Regions from separate parts of the Mus musculus genome. Here region 2 is linked to region 1. The links are chromatin contacts, called in public HiChIP or PLAC-seq maps. All regions are on one chromosome and are shown on one strand. The core of a region is the stretch at or near the end of the contact, and the rest is flanking DNA. Distances in the headings are between cores, read along the strand shown.

The links. HiChIP or PLAC-seq counts read pairs in DNA pulled down with a chosen protein or histone mark.
Region 2: a contact with region 1 is called in a FOXA1 HiChIP or PLAC-seq map of pancreatic cancer cells. The contact joins two enhancer-like sites. A contact is called at or near these places in 1 of 115 datasets of contacts at active chromatin or transcription factors (pancreatic cancer cells) and 1 of 9 other capture datasets (adipose tissue).

The regions. Positions count from the first base shown.
Region 1 is chr1:166,941,793-166,948,557 of GRCm38.p6, reverse strand. It overlaps the pseudogene Gm6286. Among named protein-coding and RNA genes, the nearest start is that of Gm16701, 55 kb to the left of the region's middle. Within about 2 kb of position 4,142, at least 8 of the 459 cell types and tissues checked have an H3K27ac peak or open chromatin away from gene starts, as enhancers often do. A contact at or near this core is called in pancreatic cancer cells, where this site is marked.
Region 2 is chr1:167,238,797-167,245,561 of GRCm38.p6, reverse strand. All of the region lies in intron 1 of Uck2 (uridine-cytidine kinase 2), which reads left to right. Among named protein-coding and RNA genes, the nearest start is that of Gm46170, 25 kb to the left of the region's middle. Within about 2 kb of position 3,226, at least 129 of the 459 cell types and tissues checked have an H3K27ac peak or open chromatin away from gene starts, as enhancers often do. A contact at or near this core is called in pancreatic cancer cells, where this site is marked.

The sequences.
Region 1 (6,765 bases), core at 2,893-5,392:
TGGTTTATTTCTACCATCGAATACCTATGAAACCAGTGAGGCCTAACTGATGTGTGATTGATGTGGGCTCTGTTAATTATATGGCTGGGTTTTATGCACGAAACCATATCCTTGGTTTCTCTCCCTTAATTTACCTCACTTTAACTGTTGGTCATAAAGCAGTTTCAGATATATCTGCTGAATCCCAGAGCAGAGTTTTTGCAACTCGGAAGGTACCCGAGTCAGTTTAGGCATCCTGAGTAGTTCCGTCGACGCGGGGGAAGGGGTGGGGGGAACTCCGGCTGGAAGATGGATGGCTTGGCTTTTCCTTCCAGCCCTGCTGGCTCCCTCTCTGCAGCTGCTCACTGGTGCCGCAGCACATCTGTTATCATTAAATGCATGCGCAGCATCAGCAGTGACAAAAGGCTTAATTGCTTCCTGACAGTCTATCAGATGGGGCTTTACTCACTCTCAATTTAGATAGCTGGAGATGATAACATCTGCCTACTAGCCTCTCCCGAGCATCTGGTACCCTTGCTGGTAGTAGCACCTGATTTTCTTCTGGGATTTCACTCATCTCTCAGACTTCCTCTCTTATTATTCCCTGTGGCTCAATCCCATTTCTGTTGCTCCAGGGCTGGATTTGGACAAATGGAATCCCAGTGGTTGGTTCCTGGGTGGGCACGTGACCTAAGTTTAGCCAATGAAGAGACAGACACCTAAGACTGACAAGAACTCTTTGAAAAGGACACCCTGTTCTTCTCTGGGTTTTTAAGCTGTTAGGTCTTGGACTCGCTGTGTCTTTGCTGCCACTTAGATCTGAGTGGTGAAGCCAGCACTGAGGACAGGAGAGGCTAGAGGTGGAGAGACAGGCTCTGGTCAGCATGGTTTGCGTGTGCGGACTCCAGCAACGACAGAAGAGAAGTTCATAAATGCACCACCATATTATATGAGACAGTCTGAATGGGAATCTGTCACTTAGTCAAGAGTCCTTTCTTCTGTCGTGGTACATCTAGGTTGTTTCCAGCTTCTGGCTATCACAAATAAGGCCGCTATGAACATAGTGGAACACATGCCCCTGTGGCATGGTGGGGCATCTTTTGGGTATATTCCCAAGAGTTGTTTGGATGGGTCTTCAGGCAGATCTATTTCCAGTTTTCTGGGGGAACCTCCAGATTGATTTCCAGAGTGGTTGTACCAGTTTGCAATCCCACCAGCAATGGAGGAGTGTCTCTCCAAAACGCATCAGAGATCTGGGAGCTGAGAGACTCTCAGGACTCAAAGGGAGGGATCTTAGATGAAATGCCAGGCATTTATGCCAGACATAGGGAGAGGGAACTTATAGAGCCCACCTCCCACAGGAAGAAAGGACATCAAGTCAGAGATTGGGTTGCCATCCTACAGTCACAACTCTAACTCATAATTGTTCCTGTCTGAAAGAATTACAGGGATGGAATGGAGAGGAGCCTGAGGAAAAGAAGGTCCAGCAAGAGGCCCAAAGTGGGATACAGCTCAAGGCCTGACACTATTACTGAGGCTATGGAGCACTCACAAAAAGGAATCTATCATGACTGCCCTCCAAAAGACCTAACAAGTAGCTGAAAGAGTCAGATTCAGATATTTGCACCCAACCAATATACAGAAGCAGCTGACCCTTGTTGTTGAATTAGGGAAGACTGAAAGAAGCTGAGGAGAAGGACGACCCTGTAGGAGGACCAGCAGTCTCAATTAATCAGGACCCCTGAGATCTCTCAAATACTGGACCGCCAAACAGGGACCATACACCAGCTGATAAGAGCCCCCAACATACATATAGCAGAGGACTTCTGGGTCTGTGTTTATTCAGAGATGATGCACCTAACCCTCAAGAGACTGGAGGCTCCACAGAGTTTAGAGGCCAGGTGGGGTGGGGGATGGGGTCATCCATGTGGAGACAGGGGGATAGGGATGAGGTGTGGAATATAGAGCAGTTGGAGGGTGGATGGGAGGGGGCAGAATAAAATATGGAATGTAAAAAAAATAAAATTAAAATTAATTAATTAATTAAAAAATAGTCCTGACCCAGACGTTGAAACTTTATCCTGATAATTTCCAGTGCACGTAATGTATGAAAAGAGTCTTAGGAAAACAGAAAGAATGTAGAGGATAGAACATGGAATTTCTTTTCTCCAGCAGCCGAGCAAGATGCCCAATGGGAAGAAGGCCAAGGGGAAGAAGGTGGCCCCGGCCCCCGCCGTCGTCAAGAAGCAGGAGGCCAAGAAGGTGGTCAACCCTCTGTTCGAGAAGAGGCCCAAGAACTTCGGCATTGGACAGGACATCCAGCCCAAAAGAGATTTAATGCGCTTCGTCAAATGGCCCCGCTACATCAGGCTGCAGCGGCAAAGAGCCATCCTCTACAAGCGGCTCAAAGTCCCTCCTGCCATTAACCAGTTCACCCAGGCCCTGGACAGGCAGACAGCTACTCAGCTGCTTAAGCTTGCCCACAAGTACAGGCCAGAGACAAAGCAAGAGAAGAAGCAAAGGCTACTGGCCCGTGCTGAGAAGAAAGCTGCTGGCAAAGGCGACGTCCCTACTAAGAGGCCACCTGTCCTCTGAGCAGGAGTCAATACAGTCACCACCTTGGTGGAGAATAAGAAGGCTCAGCTGGTGGTGATGGCCCATGACGTAGACCCCATTGAGCTGGTGGTTTTCCTACCTGCCCTGTGTCGAAAGATGGGGGTGCCCTACTGCATCATCAAGGGAAAGGCCAGGCTGGGGCACCTGGTCCACAGGAAGACATGCACCACTGTTGCCTTCACACAGGTTAACTCGGAAGACAAGGGTGCTCTGGCTAAGCTGGTGGAAGCTATTAGGACCAATTATAATGACAGATATGACGAGATCCGTCGCCACTGGGGAGGCAACGTCCTGGGTCCTAAGTCTGTGGCTCGAATTGCCAAGCTGGAAAAAGCAAAGGCTAAAGAACTCGCCACTAAATTGGGTTAAATGTATGCTGAATTTTCTGTACCTAAATATAATTACAAAATTAAAAAAAAAAGAACATGGAATTTAGAAGTTTACACACATACACACACACACACACACACACACACACAAGCACACATGAATACATGTGTGCAAATGCATATGAAAGAGAGAGAGACAGATAGACAGACAGAAACACAGACACACAGAGGGGAGAGAGAGAGAGAAAGAGAGAGAGAGAGAGAATGAATGAGGGACTTATCCCATGGCATCTGGGTGGTAGAGGACACACTGTGTGCTTACTGGAAGACTCTGGGCATCATCCACACACCCGGTCATAGCTTGCTTATGAGTTAGGAGCTGAGGATATGTCAGATGAGAAAGTCCATTCACTGCTCCTTTCATGGAGATGATGACTTAATAGTGACTCAAGACTAGGGACCTGGACAGACAGGAAATGAGCAGATCTGTCAGTGTTCTGTATGGATGTGCGATACCACCTGGGGACAGGTCCTATGGCTGGCTGACTGATTGGCTTTCTTCTCTCCCTCTCCCTCTCCCTCTCCCTCTCCCTCTCCCTCTCCCTCTCCCTCTCCCTCTCCCTCTCCCTCTCCCTCTCCCTCTCCCTCTCCCTCTCCCTCTCTCCTTCTTCTTTCTATATGCCCCATTTCTTTGGAGTCAGGGTCTCACGTTGCTCAGGCAGGCCTTGAACTTAACTTCAGATCTTCCTGTCTTCATATCAGGAGGGTAGATGTCCCACTGCACTCAGCCTTATTACGTTCTGAGGAGCAAAGCCAGAGTGGCAGGCAGCCTTGCCTGTGCTAGGCCAAGTACATTACCAGCTGAACTTTATTCATGGCCACCGCCACCCAGCTGTGCACTGCCACGGCCAGCTGGATTCTCTGATTTCTGTGGTATCGTGATGCTATCATTAGTTACAGAAGCATTCTGCAGTGAGCTTCACTCTAGTCTGGTTTTGCTCTCAGCACTTTTAATGTTTGACCTGCTAAAGCAATGGTTCTCAACCTGTGGGTCACGAAGCCACTAGGTCACGTATCAGATATCCTGTCTAGCAGATATTTACATTGTGATTCATAACAGTAGCCAAATTACAGTTATGAAGTAGCAATGAGATAATTTTATGGTTGGGGGTTACCACGACATGAGGAACTGGGTCAAAGTGTTGGGAAGGTTGAGAACCACTGAGCTAAAAGAAGTTGAGGTAGGTTAACAATAAGTCTTAAGAACTAAAAAGCACCAACCAGTAATCTATGCTTTAAAATATAGTTGTTTTTTTTTTTTTTTTTTTTTTTTATGTGGTGGGGCCTGCTAAGACTAGATTTGGAGCACTTTCCCCTAGAGAGTGGTAAACTTCTATCTATGTGCTTGAACATATTTTGTCTTCCCCAGTCTCTGCAGCATCCATGAATCATAGAGGACAACACCAAGGTAGTGAAGGCTATGGGACCTGTGCATGTTGTCAAGTTTGAGGAAAGGATAGATCCTGACATTAGCTGGCCCTTGTGGGAAGCTGCTGTCCCCACCAGCCTGATGAGGCCTGAGACCTGTCACTCAGAGATGTCACTGTCACTGATCTTTCCTGTCCCCGTTGCTAATTAACCTATAACAATGTGTATGTTTCTTCCCTGTTAATAAGTTTCCCTGTGTGCTTTTGCCTGCAGAGAAAAATCTCGTTTTTTAAAAACATTTTTAAAAAATGTGGGAAGGCAATGCCTTGCTTGATCTGGGTGCTACTTGCTACCCCTAGTCTCACTTATGACTTCCTCTGATCTTTTCAGACCAACCTACCATACTCCAAATGCACCCTCTACTGACTTGATTCCAACTGTAATTCCTTATCTAGAAGATTTGGAGTTGTGTCGCATGCTTCTCACTCCTAGAGCTCATATTTGCTGAATTTCTTTCCATCTTCTGGGGCTCAAGGAAAGTCCCCCTCTGTTGTGAAGCTCTCCAAGATGGTCTCTTACTGAAGCAACTTCCTTGGCACCATATTTGGTTTATTACTGCATTTGTTTTCCAGACCTACTCTGATATTTTGTTATATAGTGGGTGTTTTCTCCAAATGACACATTCGTAAATTTATCAATATAGGAGATCATGCGTAGATCTTTGTGGTCTCTCTGCTGCTTTGGTCAGAGAACTGAAAATGTAGTTTCTGAATGGATGCTCAGGGCTCTCTGTCTCTCTCTGTTTCACTCTATCTCCTTCTATCTTTCTCTCTCTTTCTCACCATGAAAGTAAATACCCCCTGCTCCCTCTCACACCACTGAACCTCAGAAGAAACTATTCCCACTATGGGATGTGCTTGTGTGTTCCCAGTCTCTTCTCTACTTTCTTCACAGCATGAAGTGAGGAAAATACTTAATACTGCTGCATTCTACAAATACTGCGTGAAGTAGTACCCGCTCTCACTAACCTGCAATGCACTTTTGTCTCTTCCCTTCCCATCCCCCCTCCCCTCCTCCTCTCCCTTTAACTCTCCTTCTTCTCTATTAGAATTCAGCTTATCATTCCCTTTAAAAAGGATTCTTTTAAAAAATAGAAATATGTAACATTTTTACACACGTATAATGTGTTTGGAACCAATCCATCTCCCATCCCCATCCCTCCAACTCCTCCCTAATGCTCCTTCACTGTTTCTTCCAAATGTCATGTGACTTCTCTCTCACCTTTAAAAAAAGAGAAAGCCTACTGAATCCACTCGATGCTGCCTGTATGTTCCTGGGCACCACCTACTGCAGCATGGGTAGCCTCTCAGGACCTGTGTCTCTGAGGAAGTGATTCTCCCTCCCCCTCAGTAGCCAGCTACTATCAAGAGCTCTTCAGCTATGGATGATGCTTCACAAGCCCCTCCGTCTCAGGGCTGGGGTTTTGTCTGGATTTAATCTTGTACAATTAGTCCCAACCTTTGTGAGTTTTTGGGTGCAAGTGCACCGTCACATCTACCAAATTCTGTTTTGTACAGACATCCACTCGCTCTGGCTCTTGAATCTTTCCAACCCTTCTACCATGATCCCTGAGCCTCAAAAGGCAGTAGTTACAGCACTCTGAACAGCTCCCTCTGCCTAATATTAATAGGCTTCAAGAAATACTGGTTTTTGGTTCTCAGTGCATCATTGACATCTCTAGTCATATGTTCCTTCTGCAAGCTAGCCCCTGCTTGACCTCCAGTGCTCCCAAGGGAGGTTCTCATGGTCCCTTTCTTCGTGCTGCTGAGTCATGGGTGCTTGTGGAGTTGTTTCACTGTCTTCTCTCATCAGGCTTTCTGAGGGCAGAGCTGTGTCACATTCTTAGTGTTTCATGGAGCTCTGTATCCATGAGAGCTGTGTGGAACCCACAGGCTGGGGGTTTTTAATTGGAAGAGCAGAAGTTGACACTGTTAGATTTATGCTTTAAATAGATCACGTGGGCACATACAATTCATTTTTTAAAAGGCCAATTCCAGGACAAATAGGAGTGAAGTGGGGGACACTGGAAGGTAGGGGATTTCGAGGCAGAGAAGCCAGCTTAGGGGCCTGTTCAGCTCCAAGGGGGGCTTCTAAGGGAGAGTGAGAGAGCCTAATGCTGCACTATGTAGAAAAATTGAGTTCTCCAGGATGCTCTGTGAGCAACACCAAGGAGCTGGAGGGTTCTCAGTCCCCGTGGGTCTTTCTGGATTCTCCAGAAAATCCTCATCAGAAGATCCTTCTTACCCAATGGGTTGAGGTACAGGTACAAGCCCAGGTGCAGGGAGGAGATACTGCTCAGATTTAGACAGCTTCTTCTGGATCTACTATTCCTGGTCCCTATGGTCCTATTTCA
Region 2 (6,765 bases), core at 1,977-4,476, 300 kb before region 1:
AGCTGTTTCCTGTGGTTGGGGAGAACAAGCCCTCCCTCCGCAGACCACCTGGCGTGAAGTGGGAACTAGCACCTGTGTTTAAAGACACCATGAACTGGGCAGTAGACCTCTGTCTCTCAGATGTGCCACGGGTCCGGCTCCTTTAGTGTGGCCCAAAGCCTAGGCCTTTCTAGTGTGAGCGAGCGGACTGGAAGCAGAGCCTGGGTCTCTGCAGTGATGGATTCCAGGAGCTCACAGCTGCAGGCCTGTCTGGCACTCTCTGGAGCGTTCACCGGAAGCTCCTTACCACCCTACCCTCTCAGGTCTCTGTACTCACCGAGGGTCTGGCCTGTTTCCAGCATCTGGAGCTGCTGAATTGCTGCCCTCTTTCTGGCCTCCTCTGACCCGTTTGATACTTTGGGGAGGCAAAAGGATGAAGGAACCACTGAGTAGTAAAAAGGACATGAAATGGAGAAAAGATTAAGAAATCTATGACTTGGGAAGGCCTTTTTTTTTCCCCCAAATGTTAAGGTGAATATAATCATATCAACAAGAATTTCTTGAGCTTTACTGTTTAAGTCATATGTATGTGTATGGTGTTGTATGCACACGTGTGCATATGTGTGGGGAGGCCCAAACTTGCTGTTGAGTGTCTTCCCTTGATCTACCTGTCTTTCAAGACGAGGTCTCTCACTGAGTTCAAGAGACTGGCTTGGCTGACCAGTGAGCTTTTTCCTGCTTTTTGCCCTCTGTTGCTCGTCCAAGGACTAATTATTTGGCCTGTGTCTTCTGCATGGCTTAAGGTGAGCCCGCCTTTCTAGGGATGGACTCTTGAGCCAAAGTGATTTGAAACAGCTCAACGGGAATGTTGGGTGTCCACTCAGGCCCCAGATCCTGTTCTCTTGCCCAGGGGTTTTTCTAGTCTAACAAGAAAGTGTCTGTGAACGTTTGTGTACACGCTTCTTTGTGGACATATTGCAGCAACAGATAGTAGTTACAATTGAACAAGTATAGGCGATTCCCCTTCCTTTCCCCCACAGGCACCACCCCCCCCCCGCCCCCCAGTGGTACATTCTTTGCTTTGTGAACCTACAGCGGCCCACTGGCACTGAAGCCCACTGTTCACATCTCTCTTGGTGCTGTGTGTGTTCAGTGGCGTTGGTCATGCCCACTATTTTAGTAACTGGGGAACTTGCCTGCCTTAAGTCCCCATTTACCCATCTATTCCTCCCTCCTGCCTAACTCCAAGCAACTTCCAATCTCTGTACTATCTCTGTGTTTTGCTTTTCTAAAACGTGAGTTAGTTTTTATATGGAGTGTGAAGTTGTAGGTGTTTGGGAGCCTGGAGGCAGCGATGAATGGCAGATCCAGGAACACTGGTAAGGAAGGGAGCGTCCTCGGGAACCGACTGCCAGGAAAGCAATTGAAGTCTTGTCAGAAGTTATGAAGATCGAATGATAAATTGTTCTCAAAGAGAGTAAAAAAGACTCCAAAAGGAAGAGATGGATGGAGGGACGGGAGGGAGGGAGGTGCTTGGCACACAGTTTCTCCTCTGCCACCTTGCACTAGGGCATTAGACTTGGGCATTAGATTTTGATGCTGGATGGGAACAAAAGAAGAAATTGAAAATAACCTTCCTGGGCAGGTCTCTGGGTTTCCAGTGCTTGTGCATGGAGTGGAAGAATAGGCCAACAAAGGCTGTGTTCACCTAAGCACCCCCTCTTGGTCTGTCTGTGTACATGGACTGTTTGTCTGTCCGTGTGGTCCTTCCCTCTGGAAGATCTTCAGAGGATCCACTGACACGGCTCTGCCTTTCATTGTCCTTGTTCACAAGTGTGTTGATTGTCCAGGATGATGGGTATGGATTTTTATAGGTGCATATTATGTACTTTGGCCATTTACCCTCTCTTGCCCCCGCCCACCTGTGATTCAATGCTGTATAAACAGGAGAGGCAGTCAGCTGCCTTCTCACTTCTCAGCGCATCACCTCTGTTGTAGGCGTCTTCCCTGTGTAGAAGAAGCCAGGTGAGAGCAAATGGGTAGATGTTGTGTCCTTGGGGGCAAGCGACCTTGAGTATTGAGTTTCACCACTCCAGTTTGTCCCTTAATCCCCCTGTGTGAGGGGAAGGAGCTGGACCAGCCCCACTTGTGTCCTGAAGTGAGAGGAATGATTGACCCTCCAGTGTGATCTCTGCCCTCTGCCTCGAGCTTCAGAAAGGACTTAGCAGATTCACCAAAGCTAGCAGCAGCAAGCCCAGGCACGGCCACCGATTCTGTATTCAGGCGGAGGGTGAGGAAGTGGAGGCAGAAAGAATTCATTTCTTTACACAGAAGGGCTGAAGTCGTTTCTGCAGAGTGACTGTTTAGAGTCATTGTTACCTCATGTGAGGGTTAGTGTGACCACCGGAATCCTGGCATTCTGCTGTACGAGGGGAGTTTGCCTCTGCACAGCTGGTGACCAGACAGGATGACCCTAGACCTCAGTTCTTTGTGAGCAGTGTTTGTCCTTTTTGTGGTTGTGAGCCACCATGTGGTTGCTTGGATTTGAACTCAGGACCTTTGGGAGAACAGACAGTGCTCTTACCCACTGAGCCATCTCGCTAGCTAACTCTTGCCTAGCTAATGACTAACTCAGGACTGTTAGCTTCTTGCTGGATAAGAGGGTAGGAACGCTGCCATTCTTAGCCTGGTCCTTCTGAGTTCACAGCACGAGGCTAAGCACAAGTGGAGTAATCCCTGTGTTATGCTTTGCTGTGACCTCGCTCGCTCCTTTCCCCCTAGAACACAGCAGTGGCTCACCTGCTTCCTAGAGTAGCCATCTGTGCCCCCTTCAGCATGTGCTCAGACATCTTTTAACCAAAAGAACTAATTGTCGACAATCAGCAGTGGCTTACCTTTCCCTCCATCGTGAAGTAGTCATCAGAACAATTAACTTCCCGAGAGGCCCAGCAAGCACTTGCTTTGCAGAGCCTGCAAGGAGGGTTGCAGAGTCTCCCCAGCGATGCTGGGTCTGAGCACATTGGCACTGCACCCGTTTGAAGAGTCCCGGGGCTTTCTGTCTGCTCGGAAGTGGGGCAGGCCTGGCAGGTGTGCAGTGATTATGAGCACCCCCCCCCCACCCCCACCCTCAGCCAGGCTGTCCTGAGCCAGGCACAGCTGCTTTTGCAGTGTGTGGTCACAGGCAGAATCACTTACTCTGCCTCTCTGTGACTCAGAGAGTTAGGTAAGAGAGGATAGTGTCACCCACGTCATAGGTTGGGTTGAGGGTTGAGATGGCTCTAGCTGCAGGTTCTGTGTCATAGTCAGGGTTTAGTCAGGGTTACTGTTGCTGTGATGAAACACTGGCCAAAAGCAACCCTGGGAGGGAAGGGCTTATGTGGCTCACACTTGGCATCAGTTTTCATCACCAAAGGCAGTCAGGATGGGAACTGGGAGGCAGGAGCTGATGCAGAGGCCATGGAGGGTGCTGCTTACTGGCCTGCTTCTCATGGCTTATTAAGCCTGCTTTCTTATAATATCCAGGACCTCTGGCCCAGGGCTGGTACCATCTGTAATAGCCTGGGCCCTCCCCTAGCAGTCACTAATTAGGGAAATGCCCTACAGGAGGCATTTCCTTTCTTTCTTTTTTCCCTCCAATTCTCCCCCCCCCTCCCCCTTTCTTTGGAAGCATTAAAAAGCATTAAATTTCCTATTCTCAGATAGGACTGTAGCTTTGGTCAACCGTCACCTGAACTTGGTGGGAAGGTGTGCATGTGTAAATCACACCTATACTCAGTGTGTCAAGAACTCTCCCCTCTCCCCCAGTACCCTCACCTCTGATACTGTCAGATTCACATACACGTCCAGCCTGACTTTGGAGGACATATTCTGAACATAGCATGCTCCTACTCTTTTATCTGATTTGTGGTTCCCTGACTCTCAGACTTACTTTGTCTAGCTACTGTCTATCTTTAGTTGCTTCAGGGTGGCTGCTTAAGCTCCAGCTAGCAAGTGTTTACTAGGAGGGACAAAAGGGGGGAGTACTTAATTATTTAAGGAGCTTCCAGAAACCTTTCGCTTAAGACCTCTACATATTAATGTGACTAGAATTTAGCATGATGACGCAGCGCAAGGAAGGGCCGAAAACGTTAATGCTCAGGGCTGGAGATTCGGAACACACAACCAGCCACCTCTACTAAGTATTTAAGAGTTTTGTGTCGGTCAGGATAGACCCTAGGAGAGAATAGTTCAAATCATGGCCGATGCTAACTAAAAAGGAGCGGTGTACACTTTACAGGTGCCGGGTTTAAAGAGAAGGACCTCTGCTGAACTGAGACACCGCCGTGCCCCCCCCCCCCCAACTTCCAGCTCCTCTGTGGTACAGCCTGGCCAGTCCCTGGGGTAAAAGCTGAGCCACAGCTGATTCTTGGGTTATTGGAATGGTCTGTGGCCTCTTTGGGGTACTGGGGAACCTCATGCATTTGTAGCAGTTCAGCAAGTTTCTCATTGAGATCCTGTCTGTGTCTTGAGCACACAGTTGGTCCGCTTTGTGGTTAGTTTGCCCGCTTAGCATTGCATGGTTTTGGGCTACCCACGCTTAAGCCTATATCGATGGCTTGCAGCTACTCTAGGGAAGCATTCGAGTGGACACCTCTCTGCCGTGGCCACAAGATTGGCTTGCTCCCGTTAGAATCAACAGATTTGAATTTTCTTCTCAGTTGTGGCCAGAGCAAATGATGGGTGTTTTGATGTTCTCATGCCTGTAAATTAGAGCCTGTGAGTTGTGTGAGGAACACCCCCTGAGCCCAAAAAAGTGACCTAATGTCTGGGGGGGGGGGGCATGATGTTTTTTTTCTTTTTTCTTGAGATGGACACCATAGAACTTAGTAATCATACTAACCGGGAAAGACTGAAGAGTAATTGGTATGACTTATTCGCAGTACCAGAGCGAAGGGGCCAGATGGCCGTCCCTGCTTGGCCTTTTCCCACCACCAGCTGATGAGGTCAGCTGAGGTCAGGGCAAGTGTTAACCGAGGGGATGGAAATGATGAATCTGCCTGTTGATTGGCTCCTTTAAGCCTGGCTGGCTGGTTGCTAGGCTTCCCTCCCCCTGATTCTGAAGTAGCCTCAACAACTTGATGGGATTGTGGCATGCTGGACAGAGTGGCCCTTAGCCAGGATGTCCCTTGTGAGGCTGCAGGGACCCCCCCCCCCCCATCAGCCTTCCACCCACCCAAGGGTTTGGGGCCACAGAGCTCTCCAGCCCTGGCCTTGTGTACATCCTGGGGTTGGAGGGCATATGACAAAGAGACAACAGTCCCCAGTGCTCAGAAGTATTGGCACTGGCCCGCAGCCTCAGAAGGGGGTTAGGCCCGGGAAGACACACTGCTAGAAGTAGAATAGGCAGATGGTATCTGGGTGGTTGAGAGCCAACTTGTGTGTGAGTGAGGATGGTTTTTAAAGAAAAAGCCTTTGCTTAGGCCAGAATCTGCAGCAGGCTCAGCATCTGCCCTTTTAGGAACTGCCAGCCGGAGGGTTCTGGCGACTCACTGACACTCTGGCGATTCCCCGAGGGCCACCGAGAGTGTCTCTGAGAAAGGAAGCCGTTGTTCCACACATCTAGAGCGCTCAGCCTGTCGTCCTCGATGCTGGCTCCCAACAACTGGGACTTCTGTGTACGCACTTTGAGCTTTCTTTTGGTAGACGCACCACTCCCTGCCTTTAGTTATTTGAAATGCTATGACATTTAACACAGGCAGTGAGGTAAGGATGCGGTGCATTGCGGCTGGACACTGCCCAGAGCTCTCTCTCTGCCAGTGCCTGCGGAAGTGCGAGAAATCTGTGGAGGTGGTGCATGCCTTTAGTACCCGCACTTGGTTCTCTGAGCCGGGCCAGTCTGGTTTACAGAGGAGTTCCAGAATAGCCAGGACTACTTGGAGAAAGTCTACCTTGGAAAAACAGAGAGGATGAAGATGCACAAAACTAGGCTGCACGCAAGCTCCCTCAGGCTGTTAGATAGCTGTGAGCTGTTCCAGCCCTGGCTTAGAGTCCTGACTCCAGCACCTTGTTGTGCCTTGCACCCCCCCACCCCTACCCCCACCCCCACCCCCACCCCCACCCCCACCTTAGCACTAGCTGTTGAACTCCTGTACTAGTGACTTCCATCTCATGAAACAGCCCTGTTCCAGTCAGGAATTACGAAGAGCACCAAAGCCCTTGAATTGCACTTTATGGCGAACTTTTTTAGCCTACTCATAAGAGTTGCCAATCAGATTTTTTTTTTCAGGGTTGTAGCTGGATCAAGGGAAAGAAATTGTTTCTTGTCAGGCATGCTAGCTTTATACACTTTGGTGGTAGTGTGCTATTACTATGGATCAAAAACATTTACTAGACTTGGGCAAAATTGTTCAAAAAAATGTATAGTTAGTGTACACATGCCTTTGTGAAAGTTCTGTGTCCCAGAAAAGGTGAGCAGCACAGACTTTTCTCACCACCTTTGAATGTAGGAATCAGGAGATTCCAGGCCTGCAACTGTATCAGTCCCTTTCATTGACTTGGATGCTGGGTGTTTGCAGTTAGAGACAGACATGCAAGCTCTACCTTCCTGGGGGTGGGGGCAGCGGTGTGTGTGGGGGCATCTCAGGGAGCAAATATACACTCCAATAAAAGTTCAAAGTAGTTTCAAGTGCTTAGCTGTATAAAAGTGTCACAAGAGGGAAAATGACTTAGGAACAATAAACTGTGGCAAACTATTGTCCCTCCTTCGAGGGTTCCGTGACAAACATGCCCCGTGGTGCTGCACAGAAC